Regions from separate parts of the Sus scrofa genome. Here region 2 is linked to region 1. Evidence: chromatin contacts called from public Hi-C data. All regions are on one chromosome and are shown on one strand. Each heading gives the region's core, a stretch centred on a gene start, on an enhancer-like site or on the middle of the called end of the contact. The rest is flanking DNA. Distances are from core to core; before and after follow the strand shown. Region 1 holds the start of TEAD1 (TEA domain transcription factor 1). Region 2 holds the start of PARVA (alpha-parvin).

What was found. Hi-C and Micro-C count contacts between places; a contact is called where the count stands out from the background.
Region 2: a contact with region 1 is called in a Hi-C map of embryonic fibroblasts, with 2.2 times the contacts expected there. The contact joins the promoter of PARVA here to the promoter of TEAD1 in region 1. A contact is called at or near these places in 1 of 5 promoter capture datasets (fetal skeletal muscle), 2 of 47 Hi-C or Micro-C datasets (both in embryonic fibroblasts) and 1 of 2 datasets of contacts at active chromatin or transcription factors (skeletal muscle).

The regions. Positions count from the first base shown.
Region 1 is chr2:46,667,860-46,673,932 of Sscrofa11.1, forward strand. It overlaps TEAD1 (TEA domain transcription factor 1), which reads right to left and starts at 2,409. Exons shown (of 14, transcript NM_001142669.1): 1 at 2,263-2,409. It overlaps LOC102164222 (a long non-coding RNA gene), which reads left to right and starts at 1,814. Exons shown (of 6, transcript XR_002341571.1): 1 at 1,814-1,901; 2 at 5,742-5,857.
Region 2 is chr2:47,025,556-47,031,628 of Sscrofa11.1, forward strand. PARVA (alpha-parvin) reads right to left here and starts at 2,547. Exons shown (of 14, transcript XM_021083311.1): 1 at 2,374-2,547; 2 at 2,234-2,372. The coding sequence starts at 2,481.

The sequences.
Region 1 (6,073 bases), core at 1,159-3,658:
GGCAAAGTGTCACATTAGTTTTGTTTCAAAGTTGAAGAAAGAGGAAAGAAAGAAAAGGAAGAAAGAAAGGAAGAGGTGGTCTGATATTCTCCTAAAACTGCAAATGAAATAATACTTATCATTAAAGTAAAAATAAAATGGTCTGCATTGGCACTTTTACACCATCGGCAAGAACCGGTAATGGATACAGCTTATCAGTTCATTTTTTACAACAAGAGCAAATAAAAGAATTGTAAACTCTGTTTAAAACCTGAAACCTGAGAGTCCAACAGAGAGTTGCACATACAAAGAAATACTAAACAAAAATATCTGTGACCATTTATGGGAATAATGAGATTAGAAAAATAAGCCTTTCCCCAAAAAAACAATCAACAATTCAAAACCTCACTGCTGACAAAGGTTCAGCTAATCCATTTGTCTTTCCTGAGTCACTTTGTAATTAGTTCTACTATTTCCTTCTAAAAAGGAAAGATTCTTACCAAAGTTGGATCTAAGTTTGGCCCTTACAGGCATTCAGATATGTTTGGGCTCAAAGATCCTGCTATTTACATAAGGGCACAAACCCAACAGTGAAAGGACAGGCTGACGTCTGTTCCCCAACCACTACTTCACAGTACCCTGGCAGAGAACCCCCCCCCCCCGGGGGAATGAGACACCAGCCAAGATTCACTGCAAGCAGCAGAGAAGGGAGCCCACTCCCTGCTCTGACAATGAATCCAGACCGAGTCTTCCTGCAGGAATCTATTCAGGGAACCACCTGCAGGTACCCACCACACCACAAGTGATCAGACCACCTAAACTTCCAGAAAAAAATCAGGATGAAGGGTGGAGAAGAAAAAAACATGTCGTTGTCCTGAGCTGACACTTTGCAATGTCTGTAGCATTTTTAATACAAATATTTTTTGAACTGTTTTGAAATCTGATAGGTTTTGCAGACCTTTCTGTCCCAGGACCTGGGCTTCCTCCAAGGCACTGTTTTTAAAACACGGCCTTTTACATTACCCGCTCCTGGAACATCATCTGTCTCTAAGTTTCCAGTGCTCACTGAGGTCAATTTTCATTTCTGCAAATCACAGGCAGCCACTTGCTTCTGAAACGTTAACAAGCCTCCTGAGAAATGCTGGTGGCTGGTATTTCATTGTTCCATAAATATTTTTATACAGTGACACCATTCAACTTTAAATAAATCTTTAAAAAGAAAGAATTAAAAAGCAAAAGAAAATAATGATCTGGATTTTATTTATTTTCGTAGGAGGAAAATAAGGAAGGTGTGAGCCCTCCATTGTTTTCAACTCATTTAAAATGCTTCTTCGGTTTTTAAAAAACACATTTTAAAAGAAAAAAAAGGAAACTCATACAAGTTGAACTTTCTTTAAAGCGGGCCTCTGCACTTCTGAACAAAACAAATGTTGCTGCTACGAACAAAGACTAGAAGTGCACCCTGATTTTCTCCCCTCCTGGGGAATCATTTCTCTTCCAATAAACAAACAAATCCCCCAGTATTTCCTACCAAAGGGAAGTTTTCCAAGGAGAGTCTCCTCCAGGGTTTGGTGGTAACTGCGACTCAGTCTTTTTTGGACACAATGTTTCTGCTGACTCCTGAAAATTTTCCACTTGAATGTGCAATGAAGCAGCGGCGGCGGTAGCAACAGTCCTGGAGAAGCGGCAAAGACGACCGTGCCTCCTTTCATCTTTGAGAAGGAACGAAACCTCCGCCAGCAGCGCAAGTCGGCTCAGACCCCGGGCGGGCCTCGGGGGCCCCGGCGCCTGGGGCGGCCAGGGAGACGCGGTGGGGGGAGTCGGGCCGGCTTGGGGCTCCCAGGCGGCGCCGGCGGCTCTCCCCGCCCGCGCTCGCTCCGAACTTCTGACTTCTCCCAGAAGAACGTGTAAACTGCCCGAGGGTGTGTGCGTGTGCGCGCGGGCTGGCGGACAGGCGCGAGAGGGGGGCGCGGGGGGCGCGGCGCGGCCGCCCCGGCGCCTCCCGGCCGCTGGCGGGGCCGCCTGTTGCCGCGCGGGTTCCTCAGCGCGCGGCCCAACTTGGCGTCCCGGGAACTCGCGCCGCGGCGCCGAGCCGCTCACCTTGAAGGGGCGCGGGGAGGAGGGCGCGGGGGCCCGGCCCCAGTCCTCCGCGTGCCCGCTCACCCGCCGCACACAAAGCAGAGCCCCGAGAGAAAAAGCGGCCCGAGCCGGACGCCGCCGTCCCCCCGCCCCGACGCCCGGCGCACCCCCCGCACCCAGCATCAGCCCCGCGCGCCAACTTACCTCGGCGAAGGGAGCCGCCGCAGCGCCCGGCGAGTCCGAGGCAAACTTCGGCGCTGCTTCCCTCGCTTTCAGCTCGGAGCCCGGCTCCCTCCCCGGCTCCCAGTCCCCGGGCTGGGCCACCCCACCCCTGTTAGCACTGCTCCTGCCCCGGGGCCGGCTGGGCGTACGGGGCTGCTGCCCGCGGCTCCGGGCAAAGGTGGACGGGGTGGGGGGCTTCACTGCATGGCCTGTCCCCGGACGCGGCCGCCCCGGGCCCGGGCCCCGCCGCGCGGACTGGCCCGCAGGGTGGAAGCGAGTCTGCAAAGTGCTTGGTGGGCGCCCGCGGCGGGCGGCGGGGCCGCGGCGGCGGCTGCAGAGGCTCGGCTCGGCTCGGGCGGCGCGGCAAGGCGCGAGCGATGCTAAGAATGTTCGGAATGAGGACAGGAATGAAATGAACGCCAGGACCGAACTCGCTCCGGAGGGGTGGGGCCTCGGTGACGTCATGCGGCCTGCCGCCCGGGGCCGGGGGCGGGGCCTGCCGCCGCCGGTGACGTCATGGGGATTCGGGGCGGGCCCGGCTCCGCCGCCTAGCCGTTGGGGCGCGGGCTCCCCCCGGAGGAGCGGCGGGGCGGAGTCTCGCGCCCACGGGGGAGCCGGGCGCGCGCGGGAGCCGCCCTGCCCCCTCCGGGAGCGGGCTCCGGGCTTTGTCCCGAGCTGGGCGGGGCGGACTGGGGAGGGCGCCTTGGCTGTGCCAGCGCTGCGCGGAAAACTGTGGAAACCTAGGTTCCCTCCGTGGGGCGGGCGATGAGGTCCGAGCTGCGCTCGAAGCTCCTGCAGTGCCTCAGTTTCCCTCCTCCGGGACGCGGAAGGTTGGGCTGCTGCCTACAGCGCTCCTGGTCTCGCGGAAGTCTGCAAGGGTGGGGAAGAGAAGTTTCTCTTCTGGAAATTTACGTTGTTCTCTAGCACGGTGGACGCCTTCCCGGGGCCGGATTCCCAGCCTGCAATTGCTTTCCCTCTTTTTCACTTTATAAAAGTTCAGGGCTCTCGCTCAAGTCGAAGTCAGCCCTACTGTTGAGAAGGGAAACCTTTAGCATAGCGGGGGGGAAAAGATAATTGCTGGGTTTGTAATAATCCTGCCCCGCTAACACGGTCTCCTCCAAGTCGCTCAAGAAATCAAGTTCACTAATCCCTGCGAATTGTGCTTTTCGAAAGCAATGAGTCAGGTAAAAATCCCTAACTCTTTAATGCTGCATCCTGCACCTTCACGTCACTTTTTTTTCTTTTTCTTTTTTTTTTTTTTTCTTTTTGCTTTGTGGGTAAACTTCGCTTACACCTAGACTAACTTTAACTGTATCTTTGGAGATAGTGACAGTAAAGTGACATAGTAGACACTGTGGGTAAATCAGAAAGCAACTAGGTTTGGAGTAATTGTAACTGGCAGTTTCACTTAGATCCAAGTAGCAAAGCGATCCCTGTGCTGTTAACCCCTTTCCTTGGGGCATTTTGCTCTCCTTTCCAGTTGGGACCCCAGGATCAATAATGCCGCCTTTTTTCAGCCTCCTGTTTTGTGTGACCCAGGAATCCCCTAAATATGAAGGAAATGGAATGTGATGGCACGTTTTCTACAAAGAATAGCTTTAACTAATGCATTTTAATTGAAATTTGTGTTGAAAAAATTGAATATTCACATGCAGTTGTAAAAAAAATGATGCAGAGAAATCTTTTGTTCACTTTGCCTATTTCTCACCAATGGTAATGTCCTAACTATAATATCACAGTCGGGATATTGACATTGATACAATCCACCACATCTTATTCAAATTTCCCAAGTGTTATTTGTACTCATTTGTGTGCACCTGTATTTCGTTTTATACAATTTCCTCACCTGTATAGGTATCCACCACCACAGTCAGTACTGATGTGTTTTAACTAATTTCCGATAATAAGGTGATACAATGAGACTTACAATAATGATGAGCTCCCTTAACTCTGGTTTTTGGAAATTTGTTAGGAAAACACCAAATTTGGTATTAAAACTGTACTAGGCATATCTCTCCTAAATATGTCAGCTAGGATCTGACGGCAGTGTCAGGCAGTAGGGTTTCTAAACTACTGTTTATTAGCCCAGTACACCTGTGTGCCTTTCAAATACTAGCTCTCATCTCACAGCCACCTGGCAATGCAAGGTCTCCCAATCCTTACTGAATTAAGGAAAAATTCTTTGGCCTGGGATTCAGCTCTTCATGACATACTTCCTGACCGGAAGTTTCTCCAGTTTCACCCATCTACATGCATTTTTTTGAGACTCATATCAAAAACCTTTTCTTCCATAAAGACTGCTTGCATAGATTTCCTCCCTAGGACCTGCAAAACTCCTTGCTCCAAACACTTGTATCATATTAGTTTCCAGCTTGGGGTGGAGGGGATGCCCCATATCTGAGCCTCTAGAAAGTGGACTGGGTATCATTTAGCTAAGTGTACACTGCCCAGGACCTACACATAAATAGCAGTCACTTTCATGGTCTCTCCACCCTAACTTCCACATGTTCTCATTATTTTTAGCCACTCATTGATCAGTGCAGAGGAGCTAAGGATTTAGGGCCCAGGAGCTCTTCATCCCCAGTATCTGAAGGCAGGAAAAGTAGTTGCCACCTGCTAAAATGATGGCAACTACCATGTTCTACACTAATACTTAACCCTTGGTATTTTGCATTTGCCATCTCAGTTTATCCTCATGGCACCCAGACAAGGCAGCAATTTAGCGATTATTAGCTAAGTTTATACAGGGGAGGAAATGGGGTAGAGGGAGGTTATACGACTTGATTACAGTCCCACTATCAGCAAAGTATAGAGCCAGAGCCTGAATACCTTCTGACTTCAGCCCATGTTCATAACTCCTCTACTGCTCGCAAAACTGAAATGGTATATGTCAAAACAATAGAATAATGTTCTGAGTACTTCCTATGTATTACCTCATTTAATCCCTGTAGTCACCCTATGAGGTAGGTGTTTTTATTTATTCTCTTTTTATAAATGAGCAAACTGGGAGACAAAGAGGTGAAATAATGTACAGCTAGAAAGTACAAAGTGAGGATTCAAACTTAGGCAGTCCAGCTCTTAACCTTCCACTCAACAGCTCAAAGGCAGTAGAATACTGAACACAAAGGATCAACCACCTGCAGAGAATGACCCACCCTAAAATGTAACAATTATATATATCACCTATGATAAAAGAATTTGTTACCTTTAGGTTTTACCTTTGAAGAATCTAACTGGTAAGGTATGAGAGAAACAGGGATCCACTTAGTGGTAACAATTCTGCTGAGGCAGAAACTCTGAGTAGCCTGAAAATAAAAAGGAAAGTCACTGAATTAGAATTTACCCTAAGCAAGCACCCGGCTCGGGAAGATATTGCTATGGAAGAAAAATAAAAATGTATGATTAATGGTAATGATACAATTTGTCTCATTTCTAATGACATTGACCCGCTATTCTTATAGGAGTATAAATTTGTACAACTTTGTTGGAGAAGTTTGGTATCAGCTATTAGAGTTGAAGTTATACATACTCTACGAGCCAGAAGTTCCCCTTAGGAATACAGCCAAGAGAAACTCAGGTACGTGTGCACCAGGACACATGTATAAGAATGTTCTTTGGGCATTTTTGTAATAACCTCAAACAAGAAACAACCCAAATGTCCACTAATAGTAGAAAGGATAAATGAATCGTGATATAATCATACAATGGAATACTATACAGGGTTGAAATGAATGAAGTTCAGCTATATGCAACAACATGGATAAATGCTAAAAATGTAATATTGAGTGAGGTG
Region 2 (6,073 bases), core at 1,297-3,796, 360 kb after region 1:
CATGGCAACACTGGATTCAAGTCGCATCTGCAACCTGTGCTGCAGTTTGCACCAATGCCATATCCTTAACCAAATGAGCAAGGCCAGGGATAGAACCCACATCCTCACTGAAGACAGCAGTGGGTTCTTAACCCGCTGAGCCACAGTGGAAACTCTTCAGGAATGTGTTTTGCTGCTTCTGGGTTCAATATACAGGATAGTTCTCTGTGTCAAGTTCGATCATTCTCAACACAGTTCTTTTTCATGCTTTAAGATAACTCAGGAACATAAAACTTATTTCACATCTCGGCATCGCAACCTTCCAAATATTTATTCCCAAACCGCTGAAGAATCTAAAAAAACAGATTTTTTTTTAACTAAGCAACTCTACACACCAATCACTAGACCTTTTGCAAAAAACTGTCACCTCATTATTCAACATAAAAATTTGGATGCTACAAATAATGTTGGAGAGGATGTGAAGAAAAGGAAACCCTCGCACACTACTGGTGGAAATGCAAATTGGCACAGCTACTTTGGAAAACAGTATGGAGATTCCTTAAAAAACTAAAAATAGAACTATTATATGATCCAGCAATTCCACTCCTAAAGTACATCTGCAAAAGATGAAAACTAATTCAAAAAAATCATGCACCCCAATGTTCGTAGCAGCACTATTACAATAGCCACAATGTGAAAGCTGCCCTAATGCCCCTCAACAGACGAATGGATTAAGAGGATGTGGCATACATATTTACATAATATGGAACACTACTGAGCCACAAAAAAGAATGAAATATTGCCATTTGCAGCAATGTGAATGGACCTAGAGAATATTATGCTTAGTGAAGTAAGCCAAAGGCAAATATAGTATGATTTCAATTACATGCGGAATCTAGAAAATAACACAAATGAATGGAATATGCAAAACAGAAACAGGCTCACAGATATAGAACACAAACTTGTGACTAGGAGTCTGGAGTTAATACATGCAAACTATTGCATTTGGAGTGGATAAGCAATGAGATCCTGCTGTGTAACACTGGGAACTATATCTAGTCACTTATGGAGCATGATGTAGGGTAATGTGAGAAAAAGAATCTCTCTATGTATGTGTGTGTGTGTGTGTGACTGGGTCACTTTGCTGTATGTAGAAATTGACGGAACACTGTAAACCAACTATAATGGAAAAAAATAAAAATCACTGAAAAAAAAAAAAAGATGAAGATAACACACTTGTGGTTACCAAAGAGAAGAGGGAAGGAGGGAGGGGCAAATTGAGGGTATGGGTTTAACAGAATATGGGATTTATATAGAGAGTAGGTAAGCAACAAGGATATACTGTATAGCACAGGGAATTATATCCAGTATCTTGTAATAACCTACAAGGGAATATAATCTGAAAAAACAGCAAGTCACTATGCTAACCTGAAACTAATACAATATTGTAAATCAACTAAAAAAAAAAATCAAACAAACAGGATGCAAAATCTGCCCATGGGACATGGTCCTGGAAAAAAATGAGATCGCCTCAATTCACCCTGGTGGGAAAAAGGAAATGGTTTTTGCAAGGGCCCTTAATTCCTGAGTTCACAAAAAGGTCACAGCCCAGGATGCTTCTGTTGTGTGTTTAATCGAGGTTTTCGTCTTGAGTGCAACTTTATCATTTATCACGCGGCGGGACCACTAGGACAGCCAGATTTCCACTCATTCATTCAACAAACATTTGGTGTCGAGATCTACCCAACAGAGCCCTGGGGATGGACAAAAGATCCAGAGACCAACGTTGCATCCGCACACTTCAGCAGGTCTAGCAAATGATCTGATTTCAAAGACCAATGAAGGCAAAGAGTGAGAGTGACGGCGCCCAGAAAAGTTGCAGCAGAAACTTGGAAGTGCCAGCCTTCAGCGCGGAGAAGGCGGGGACTTGAGGCCTAAGAGAAGACGCCGCCTCCGGGCTGGCGGGCCCTGCCACCTCCTCGGCCCCCGGCCCAGCGCAGGCGTCGCCTGATCCCAGGCCCGGGCGGCCCTATCCGATCGCCTCGGCTCCCCAGAGGGCAGCGCCCCTGGAGCTCGGAACAGGGCGGGCACTAGGCCCGTCCCCCCGGGATGTTCCCGCGCAGCGCGCGCGCCCGCGCCGCCGCTCCCCCCACCCCCAGAGCCGGGCACCCGCGGCGCGCTCCCGCCCAGCCCCGGGAGCCCCGGCCCGTCGGCCCCCCAGCCCCTGCGGCTCGCTGGCCCGGGCCGCACTTACCCTCCTTTGCTTTCTTTCTCCGGGCTAGAGTCCCTCCGAGTTTCCCCAAGAAGGAGTCGTCTTTCTTCCGGGATGGGGGCGATTTGGGAGTGGGGGACTTGGGGACAGACGGCGACTTCTGCGGGGAGGTGGCCATGGCGGCGGAGCGGACAGCCGCGGGCCGGTCGGGACGCGGAGCTGGCGCTTGGGCGGACGCGGCGGGACTGAGGCTGCGGCTTTCCAAACGGAAGCGGAATTATTCCAAGCATTTGAGGCAGCTCACGCTCGCCTTTCCCTTCCCTCTCTCCCTCCCTCGCGCCGCCCTCCGCCCTGCAAGGAGCTGCGCGCTCCGGACCGGCGCCCCGCCGGTGCCGGGGCTGGAAAGATGCCCCAGATCTCCCTCATGCTGGACGTGAGGCCTTATCTGTTTCTGTGTGTGCGACCCTCCAACCTGAGAGCCCCGGAGCCTGGAGGCTGCACTTCCCCTGGCTCCGCATCCAGCACAGTTCCTCGCTCTAATCCCGGGTTCCGTGATTGCTGAACCGAACCCACATGCTACTCTGTCTCCTGATGGCTTGGTCCGCCTGCTTGGTGAGGAGCTCGCTCTTCCTTTGCATTTTTAACCGTGCAGTTATGAGGCCCGTGTCTTGTGCCCACGAAAGAGAGTCAACCAGCTCGGGAAGAAATAATTAGCGTGAACTAAAATGTGTTCGAGCCCTACCAACTGGGCACATCCAACTGCTCCTGCACTGATCCATGGCTGGCAATCTCCTTCACCCCACAACAAAAAATGAGCAGTTTGAAGTTCAGGCGCTCGGACCAAGACCTCTTCTTAAGAGAGAGCCTTGTTTCTAGCAGCTCAAGGGCTTGTATAAAGGAGGATCCCAAATGCAGGCGGAAATGTGAATGGGAAGGAAGGGTCATGGGTTCCTATAAGACCTGCCCAACCCCACCTCAACTTACCTTGCCTAAATAAAAGCAACAGATGGACATCCACACTCAGTGAGATAAGAGGAGTGGCAGAAATGCTATCATTGCAAGGACTGAGGCTGGAAATGACTAAAGGCGCGTTTTATTGTGCCTGGCTGCTTGCTGTTCTCACTTGGGCTCTTTTTGCTCCCTTGGATTCCCCCTCGGACTCTCCCTCTCCTCCTTACCCCTCATGGCTTGCAGTCTCTCTCTGTCTCTTACAACCCCTTGGCAACTGTTTCCTCCAAGTAGCTACAGCTGATTGACCTTGAGTGATCACCTGACCCAAAGGGCCCTAATGCTTGATTGGAGAGCAGCCAATCAGATAGTCTCCATCAAGATTCTGAACTAAGCTGGAGATGGTTGTCAGAAGTCCAGCACTTAGTGATGATTATGCAGACTCAAAGTGGGGTGGAGGGTGGGGGGGTCCATTTTTAGCCACAGGCCCACTAGTAATAGAGAAACAAAACAATGGAGCAGACAGGAGTGCTCAAAAAGCATTGTGGTCTGGGACTTCCCATCCTCTGTTGCTGCAGGGGCAACGAATATGACTAGGAACCATGAGGTTGAGGGTTCTATCTCTGGCCTCACTCAGTGGTTTAAGGATCCGGCGTTGCCATGAACTGTGGTGTAGATTGAAGACGTGGCTCAGACCCCACACTGCTGTGGCTGTGGCGTAGGCTGGCAGCTACAGCTCTGATTGGACCCCTAGCCTGGGAACCTCCATATGCTGCAGGTCTGATCCTGAAAAGCAAAAAAAAAAAAAAAAAAAAGGCATTGTGGTCTGAGTAATGAAAAATCATGGGGGCAGCTGCCTGAAACTTGAACCTCGAACCTCTTCCCAGTGCCCCACTTGCAGTTCTCCCAGGGACCAGCTCTGCTTCCTTTCTGGGACACATTTCTAGTTCCCATTCCTAGTTCCTAAAGCCTTGTAATAATCCATCCATCTGCCTTTACTTGAGCCAGTCAGCCAACTAACAAGCAACAATTCCTGTGAATATACACTTAACGAGATGGTCAGTAGGCTCTCAGCAGATATGTGTTCATCTTATCTTTGCTTAAGAGTCATAATTTTACCTTTTAAAGTATATATATAATTTAGCTAGTTATATTCTTAATAGAAAGCAAAGAACTCATGATGACTAGAATTTTCACAGCAGGTTGCAATTAACATCCCCTCCCACCACCACCACCCTGATAAACTTTAAAGGGATGTTGAGGAGTTCCTGTTGTGAAAAAATCCGACTATGAACCAAGAGGTTGTGGGTTCCATCCCTGGCCTCGCTCAGTGGGTTAAGGATCTGGCGTTGCCATGAGCTGTGGTATAGGTCGCAGATGCAGCTCTGATCTCGAGTTGGGTAGCTCCGGTTGGACCCCCAGCCTGTGAACCTCCGTGTGCCACAGGTGCGGCCCTAAAAAGCAAAAAAAAAAAAAAAAAAAAAAAGTAAGATGTTGAGATGCCAAAATTGAATTGTATTTGATTACATCATTATCATTCTTGTTCAGGATATTGTGTACCTAGGAACATCTCCAAAATCTGATCCCCACCCTCAGAACTCTTACTGGGGAATCTCGAGATACACAGCTCAAGAGCTATGTGATCTCAGGCACGTTTACTCCCATTTTTGAGTCTCTGTTTCTTCATCTACAGAAAGAAGTGGAGAAGCATAAGGGCTCTCAAGCCTGTTTGTGCTTCATGATCTCTTAGAGGGTGGGTTACAAAGATTCATGAGCCCCATCTCTAGAAATTCTGATTCAGTACATCTGACTTGAAACCAAGAGACAGGTATTTTTAAACAGGGATTCATTACATCAGGTGAGTTTGATGTGGCTGACTCATGCACAGAGGTTAAAGAACCTAGAACCACTTTCAGTTCTAACATTCTGTGGTTCTCTATTGTTCACCAATTGCTAACCTTCACAGGCAGGGTTTAGGCCCTAAAATGTGACATGGTCAAATTTATACATGGAGAACTCAAATTAATCATGCATGCTTTTGCATATACAACCCCCTTTGGTAATTCTGGTAATTCTAAAGTTTGAAAACTGAGCAAGCTGAAAAAGGAGGAACAAACAAAGCCAAGTCTTAATTGTTGGATGCTAGCTTCCAGGAAATACCAGCAGAGTAAACTGTGAAGAGGGCGAAGCTGAGTTTATTGTACGTCATGGTAGGGAGAGTCCTGCTTTGGCAGACTCTCACTAGCATCTTCAACTGGGGGAGGGCAAAGCAGGGATATTTATAAGGTTGTGGAATCTGGTTTAAGACAAGTCTTTCAGTGGAGGTGGTGCTTGATTAACTTTCACTAAGGATCGTGATATACTAGTTTAGGATGGGTGGATACAAGGCAAAACTTTCTAAGAGTCTTGGAGAGTAAATGGTCTTTAATGCTATCTACTGAAAAGTTTAAGGTACAGCAGATATTATCACAACATTGTAAACTGACTATACTTTAATAAAGCTAAAATGAAAAAAAAAAGTACAACCACTATGGAAAACAGTACAGAGGTACCTCAGAAAGCTACATATAGAACTACCATATGACCCAGCAATCCCACTCTTAGGCATATATCCTAACAAAACTTTCCTTGAAAAAGACATATGCACCCATATGTTCTTTGCAGCACTATTCACAATAGCCAAGACATGGAAACAACCGAAACATCCATTGACTGATGAATGTATAAAGAAGATGCAGTATACATACACAATGGACTACTACTCAGACTTAAAAAAGAACAAAATAATACCATTTGCAGCAACATGGATGCAACTAGAGATTCTCACACTAAGCAAAGTAAGTCCGAAAGAGAAAGACAAATACCATATGATATGCATATCTGGAATCTAATATATGGCACCAATGAACTTTCCACACAAAAGAAACTCATGGA